Regions from separate parts of the Mus musculus genome. Here region 2 is linked to region 1. A link is a contact called in public HiChIP or PLAC-seq data. All regions are on one chromosome and are shown on one strand. Each heading gives the region's core, a stretch centred on a gene start, on an enhancer-like site or on the middle of the called end of the contact. The rest is flanking DNA. Distances are from core to core; before and after follow the strand shown. Region 1 has its middle 130 kb from the start of Pah. Region 2 overlaps Dram1 (DNA-damage regulated autophagy modulator 1).

The links. HiChIP or PLAC-seq counts read pairs in DNA pulled down with a chosen protein or histone mark.
Region 2: an H3K4me3 HiChIP or PLAC-seq map of bone marrow-derived macrophages shows a contact between it and region 1, with 5 times the contacts expected there. The contact joins two enhancer-like sites. A contact is called at or near these places in 6 of 115 datasets of contacts at active chromatin or transcription factors (bone marrow-derived macrophages, embryonic basal ganglia, embryonic limb bud and 3 more) and 3 of 9 other capture datasets (embryonic stem cells, liver and macrophages).

Annotation. Positions count from the first base shown.
Region 1 is chr10:87,647,828-87,650,917 of GRCm38.p6, reverse strand. No RefSeq gene overlaps it. Among named protein-coding and RNA genes, the nearest start is that of Pah, 130 kb to the right of the region's middle. Within about 2 kb of position 1,652, at least 6 of the 459 cell types and tissues checked have an H3K27ac peak or open chromatin away from gene starts, as enhancers often do. A contact at or near this core is called in bone marrow-derived macrophages, where this site is marked.
Region 2 is chr10:88,348,332-88,351,421 of GRCm38.p6, reverse strand. All of the region lies in intron 1 of Dram1 (DNA-damage regulated autophagy modulator 1), which reads left to right. Among named protein-coding and RNA genes, the nearest start is that of Dram1, 7.2 kb to the left of the region's middle. Within about 2 kb of position 1,406, at least 35 of the 459 cell types and tissues checked have an H3K27ac peak or open chromatin away from gene starts, as enhancers often do. A contact at or near this core is called in bone marrow-derived macrophages, where this site is marked.

The DNA.
Region 1 (3,090 bases), core at 403-2,902:
GTGGCAGAGTCACACAGAGATGACAAGTCTTTCTGAATGTTTAAGGGAAACAAGACAATCAGAACATACACATATAGTCATTTTTGTTTAATGTCTTTTTTTTAATAGCAAGCAAAATCCAGGTGTGAAGCACATCTGGACTCGAGCCAGCACTCATCACTTCTAGGGTAAGCTTTCACCAAGGAAAGCCACGCTTAACTCAGGGCCTCTAGAATATGGTGGCCATGAACTTGCACTGTTAATTAGGTTCTCCTGTTGCTGGTTAGGACTTCTCCACAGGTCTTTCTCTTCTTAGAAGACAAAAGATTTGACAATACCTGTCTCCAGTCAGTGTAGCCTGTTTGCTGCCAAGCATCCATTCCGTGGTTCTCAATGTTTGTAGTGTATGTTAAGTTTCCCAGAAGACCTGAGTAATAGAGAACTTATTGGGTACTGTACTCAAGATTCTGATTCCCAGCACCTGGGACTGGGCCAGGGAATCTGCATTTCTTACAAACTGCTGGTGACAATGACACTAGGTTTACTGCTGTAAACACTCAAGGAGGAATGGCCACTTTTGATTTCTTTCTCCATAGAATTGACCCTCGGCTCTCATGGTTTCTCACACCAATGTTGCCCACACCAGTCACTGTGAATCTTCCTGGGAGTCCATTTCAACTGCTGCTCCTTTTGAGGGGTTAAATATGTGCCAGCCATTCTTTAAGTAGGACTGGACTAATTTCATTCTTACGATCATACCAACATTAGAACAAAACTGAAACCCAGAGAGAATGAATGACTTGCCCAAGGTCACACAGCTTGTGAACAGTATAGCTGGAGTCCAGATCCAACGTATTTGACTCAGAGCTTGGTTGTCATGTAATTGATAGATCAAGCTGGGACTTGTACGGAAGTGTATGAAAAGACTATTAATGAATGCCACAGGAAAAGACATAAACTAGGACTGTTGTAGGTGAGCCTACATGTAAGGTTATCCAAAGGGAGTTTGCACAGACTCTTGAACCGGAGATAGAGGCAGAATGGCTAGAGTTGGGTATAGTTAAAGAAACACTTGTGTTCATGCAGAAGCTTGTATACAACGGAGTTTATCAGTTTCCACTCTATTTCACCCACCGTTATACTTCATGTAGAGCAAAACAAGGAAAGTCTGCCTGCCTGCCTGCCTGTCTCTGTCTGTCTGTCTGTCTGTCTGTCTCTGTCTCTGTCTCTCTGTCTCTCTGTCTCTCTGTCTCTGTCTCTCTCTCTGTCTCTCTGTCTCTCTCTGTCTCTCTCTGTCTCTCTCTGTCTCTCTGTCTCTCTCAGTCTCTCTCTGTCTCTCTCTGTCTCTCTCTCTCTCTCTTTCCTCCCCTCCCCGGGTTGCTTCCAGTCACAAGCCTGTAGAAATGCAACTTGAGGGCTTAGTCCTTTAGGTATGGAAGTAGAGACATTTTAGAAGAGAAGATGAACTATGGCTTTCAAGAACTTCTGGATTCAGGGATTATGTGCAAAATCCTGCCCATCAGGGTGGTTTTTATATAAGAGAAGCAGCTGTTGGGCCCTTAGCCCTCTTTGATTTACAAAAAAAGAAAGGGTAATCCATCAGATTTTTCCCCCCTCTGTCCCAAGTGCAGGAATTTCTAAAGAGGCTCAACACTACCCTCTAGTGTGCAAAACAAGAAGGCCTGGACCTCAAGGAGCATTTATGATAAAGGCAGCTGGAAGAAGAGATGATTAAGACAAGAGAGAAACGTCTCTAAGACTGCCCCACCTGGGGATCCACCCCATAAAAAACCACCAAACTCAGACACTATTGCAGATGCCAACAAGATTTGCTGACAGGAGCCTGATATAGCTCTCTCCTGAGAGGCTCTGCCAGTGCCTGGCAAATACAGAAGTAGATGCTCACGGTCATCCATTGGACAGAGCACAGGGTTCACATTGAAGGAACTAGAGAAAGTACCCAAGGAGCTGAAGGTGTTTGCAGCCCTATAGGAGGAACAACAATATGAACTAACCAGTACCCCCAGAGCTCCCTGGGACTAAACCACCAATCAAAGAAAACACATGGTGGGACTCATGTCTCTAGTTGCATATGTAGCAGAGGATGGCCTAGTCATCAATGGGAGGAGAGGCTCTTGTTCTTGCAAGATATATAAGGGAATGCCAGGGCCAGAAATCTGGAATGGGTGGGTTGGGGAGCAGGGGGAGGGGGAGTGGATAGGGGATTTTAGGAGAGGAAACTAGAAAAAGAGATAACATTGAAAATGTAAATAAAGAAAATATCTAATATAGAAAATAAGAGTCTTATGGGCCCTCTGAACTAGAAAGGTTCTTAAACATGAAGACCTAAGATGATGCTTCTGATATAGCAGAGCAGTCTGTGAAGTGTACCCTGCAATACCTTCATCCACACAGGAGAATGGGCTAGAAGGACACTCTACAACGTGATACTAGCCACCTCCTGGTCCCACCACAGTAACAGAGTTACTAAAGCTTCCATAGAGATATGGAAAGCTGTGTAGAACTTATTACCTGGACACTGCTGACCACTGAACTCTCCTGTCCTCCAAAGATGCCATGTTACTTGCTGGGCAATTGCTATTGACAGAAACAGAAGAAAGCACTTACCCGAGGACCCTATATGATAGACGCCTTGACACATAGGCTCTGATTTTTCTGCTTTGTTCACTGGAGATCATGTTCTGTAGTAGAGCTAAAACTTAGAATGAAATGACTGGATGATGACTGAATCCAAACTTCTTGTCAGTGGTGCCGAGGCCTGGAGGATCCTGCAAAGCACCAGGAAGCCATGTGACGCCTCCAGCAGGGTGGACAGTCTTCTCTCGGGTCCGTGTGTCCCTTGCACTCTGTTCTCCCCTTCTTTCTCTACCACAGTTCAACTCTATCTAAGACTTATTCCATGAGCCCATCTCTTCAAATTTGCTCATAAACTTTGGAACATTTCCTTTCTGACTGTTGATAAAAATTGCCCTTCTGTCTATTTATAAAAACAAACAAACAAACAAACAAAAACACATAGCCTCCTGCCTATGCACAAGTCAGTTCTAAAGAACACAGGAATGAAAAGAGGCAAAGACCATACCTTGGATG
Region 2 (3,090 bases), core at 157-2,656, 700 kb before region 1:
GAAATGTTAGCATGCACCAGGTCCTAGAGTAATCACCAGCCTCTCAAATAAAGAGACTCATAAAAAATGTTTGTTGCAGAGGGCCACTGAGGTCAGTAAGACATTATAAAAATATTACTGGCATATTTTCCCCCTGTGTTTTTAATATTTTAAACAAATTGGCTCTCTACCCTACTCTTAAATTTACAACATGAAATCAGACACCAGCTACTTGTAGAACGTTGGAGTCATATAACATGCGTGTGTGTGTGTGTGTGTGTGTGTGCATTGTGAGCCCATTTAATGCGAGCGCATCAAAACCAAGAATAAATAAAAGCCACCCTCACGGGATTAGGCCACACCCACATTCTCAAGCACAGCCAACCAGGCTTAATTTGGAGCGTGTCTTTTCCTTCTCTAGGTTCTGGGGTATCAGTTTATCCATATGGGCTTCCATCCACAACCTCTAGGCTACCTTCTTAAAGGGTGCCCTACCTTGGAAGTGTGCTTGTATCTCACACATGATCCTCCACACCAAAACTCCACAGTTTTGTTGGTTCTGGGTCCCAGCCAGGCCTTTTGTAAGGACTGTTTACGAGGAGTCTGGTTTTGCTCAATAGATTATGCAGCATTTAACCACCTATGTTGTTCCTCATGACCCTAATTCCTGCTCAATAAACAAGTGGCAGAAAATTGGGCTACCTGTAGAATTCAGACACTTTAAAGTGGGATCCAGAGTTGCAGAGTAAATGACATAAAAAGGTTGATCCGGTTTTTAATTTCAAAATCAAAAACACGGCAGGATGCGGCTTAATGTCTTTCATCACAGCGCTGGGGAGGCACAGGCAGGTGAATCCCTGTGAATCTGAAGCCGGCCTAGGCTACATAGCACGAGCCTGTCTTAAGGAAAAATTGAGTGTGGTGGCTTGTACTTATAATCTCAGCACATGAGAGGCAGGGGGAGGTGGATTACTGTCAGTTCAAGGCCAGCCTAGTCTCTATAGTGAAAGCCTATTGAGACAGGGTTACAGAATGAGACACAGCTTTCAAAATAAAAACAAAAGACCCAACACAAAGTAGTTAGTATTGTTACTTGAGGGAGAGAGGGGGGTGGGAGGGAGAGAGAGAGGGAGAGAGAGAGAGAGAGGGAGAGAGAGAGAGGGAGAGAGAGAGAGAGGGAGAGAGAGAGAGGGAGAGAGAGAGAGGGAGAGAGAGAGAGAGAGAGAGAGAGAGAGAATTCTTTAAAAAGTGACTTGCCCAAGGCTTTACAAGTAGGAAGACAGGCTGAACATTTACAACTATCTAAAACTAATTTCAATCGACCAATGGACGTGGTTAGGAACTCTCCCCTGCTGGCTTATACAATGCCTCCTTAAGCATTTCCCCATTGTCCTGCAAGCACAGCCTTACATGCTTGCGGTTAGAGTTTTTCCGGGCTCTTCTGGAGCCATTGTTGAGGAGTTCGGCTTACGACAGCTCTTTAGTGTGTTCTCGAAAGACTGAAATGTCAAGAGGTCTTTAAAGTGTAGCTCTCCTGTTTTCAAGTTGAGATGAAAGGTTGAACGTTAACAGCTAACCCAGTCCTGGCAGGAGTTTTTGCCTTTTTGGAAGCAGACAGAATTCCCTAGGCTGGCCTCTAACTCCGGATCCTCCTGCTTTAGCGCCTCCGTGTTGGGATTTACAGGCACAAGCTGTCTTTCTTAGCCACTCCTCCACTGCCTTTATTTTTATATTTATTTAGTTATTTATCATATATGGTGCCTACGCCAGTGAATGCCAGTGTATATACCCAGAGGCCTTATTCCATTGAGACACAGTCTCTCACTGAACCTGGCCTTAGACTTATAAGCCTCAGTCTGAACACGAATGATACACCTTGTGCTGGGCATCTACACTCCCAACTGAGCCATCAGCCCTGGCTTTAGATAATGGGAAATCACATGTATCTGCTGATAAAGAATCATTTGGCCATGCTTAGGAAAGTCATGCATGTGTTCTTTGTATTGTTCCAGCATTAAGTGATTGTTCACTGCCTTAGCAAAAATTTAGTTTGGAGTATGTTCCTCAGATTTCTTGGAATCATCCAAAGTTGGCTTAACATATATAAATGTAAACACAGGAAATGTGCTCATAATTGATTTCCCAGTTACACCTTGTTTTGGAATTACTGTGTGTATGATGGCTTCAACAGCTTCTAAACCATGGGCAAAGGAAACATTATTTACTCTCATCCAGCTGCTACCATGAATATCTCCTTAAGAAGACCAGTAAAGTGGATGAGGCCAGGGCAGGACCAAGCATTCTGGGAAGCCATGTGATGAAAGAATGAAGTGCTTGGGAATAAGAAAGGTGGGTCTCAGCTAGATTGGAAAGCAACTGGTCTGCCTTCTCACATTCCCAGTTTCTTGAATCAGGCACCCAGATATACCTATGTCGCCCAAATACATCCCTCAGTATCTGTGAAGGACTGGTTCCTAGACAGCCTCAGGTTGCAAGAATCTGAGGATACTGAAGTCAGTGGCTGCTCAATGTGTTGGGGTTTGCCTACAACCCCACACAGCATCCTGTATACTTTAAGTCATCTCTACATTACTTAGGATACAAGGTAAACACTATGAAAAAAGCCCGTGAACAATATTGTTTAGGGGATAGCGACAAGGGTATTCAGTACACATGCATTTCAAAATGTGTTTTGGATTCTTGCTTGGTTGAATCCCCGATTCAGTATATATGGCGATAGCTATGGGTGGTCAGCTTCTCTCCCTCTGACCTTGTGTGATGGTATCATTAGATTTGAGTTTGAACAGGAAAATAAAAAAAACTTACCCATAAGTTTTCTTGACTTCCCCTTGCACAAAAGGTGGAATGCGTTTCTCAACATTTACTTGCCATATAATATATGATATCAGAGACCTGACAGATTTACGAAGTTCTTTTCTTTTCTTTTTCACTTTTCTTTTCTTAAGACAGGGTATCACTATGTAGCCCTGGCTGGCATGGAACTCAATATGTGGATCAGATGGCCCTTGAACTCACAGAGTTCTGCCTGCCTCTGCCTCTGCCTCCTGAGTGCCAGGGTTAAGATATGCATAACCACACCCAGCGTGAAGA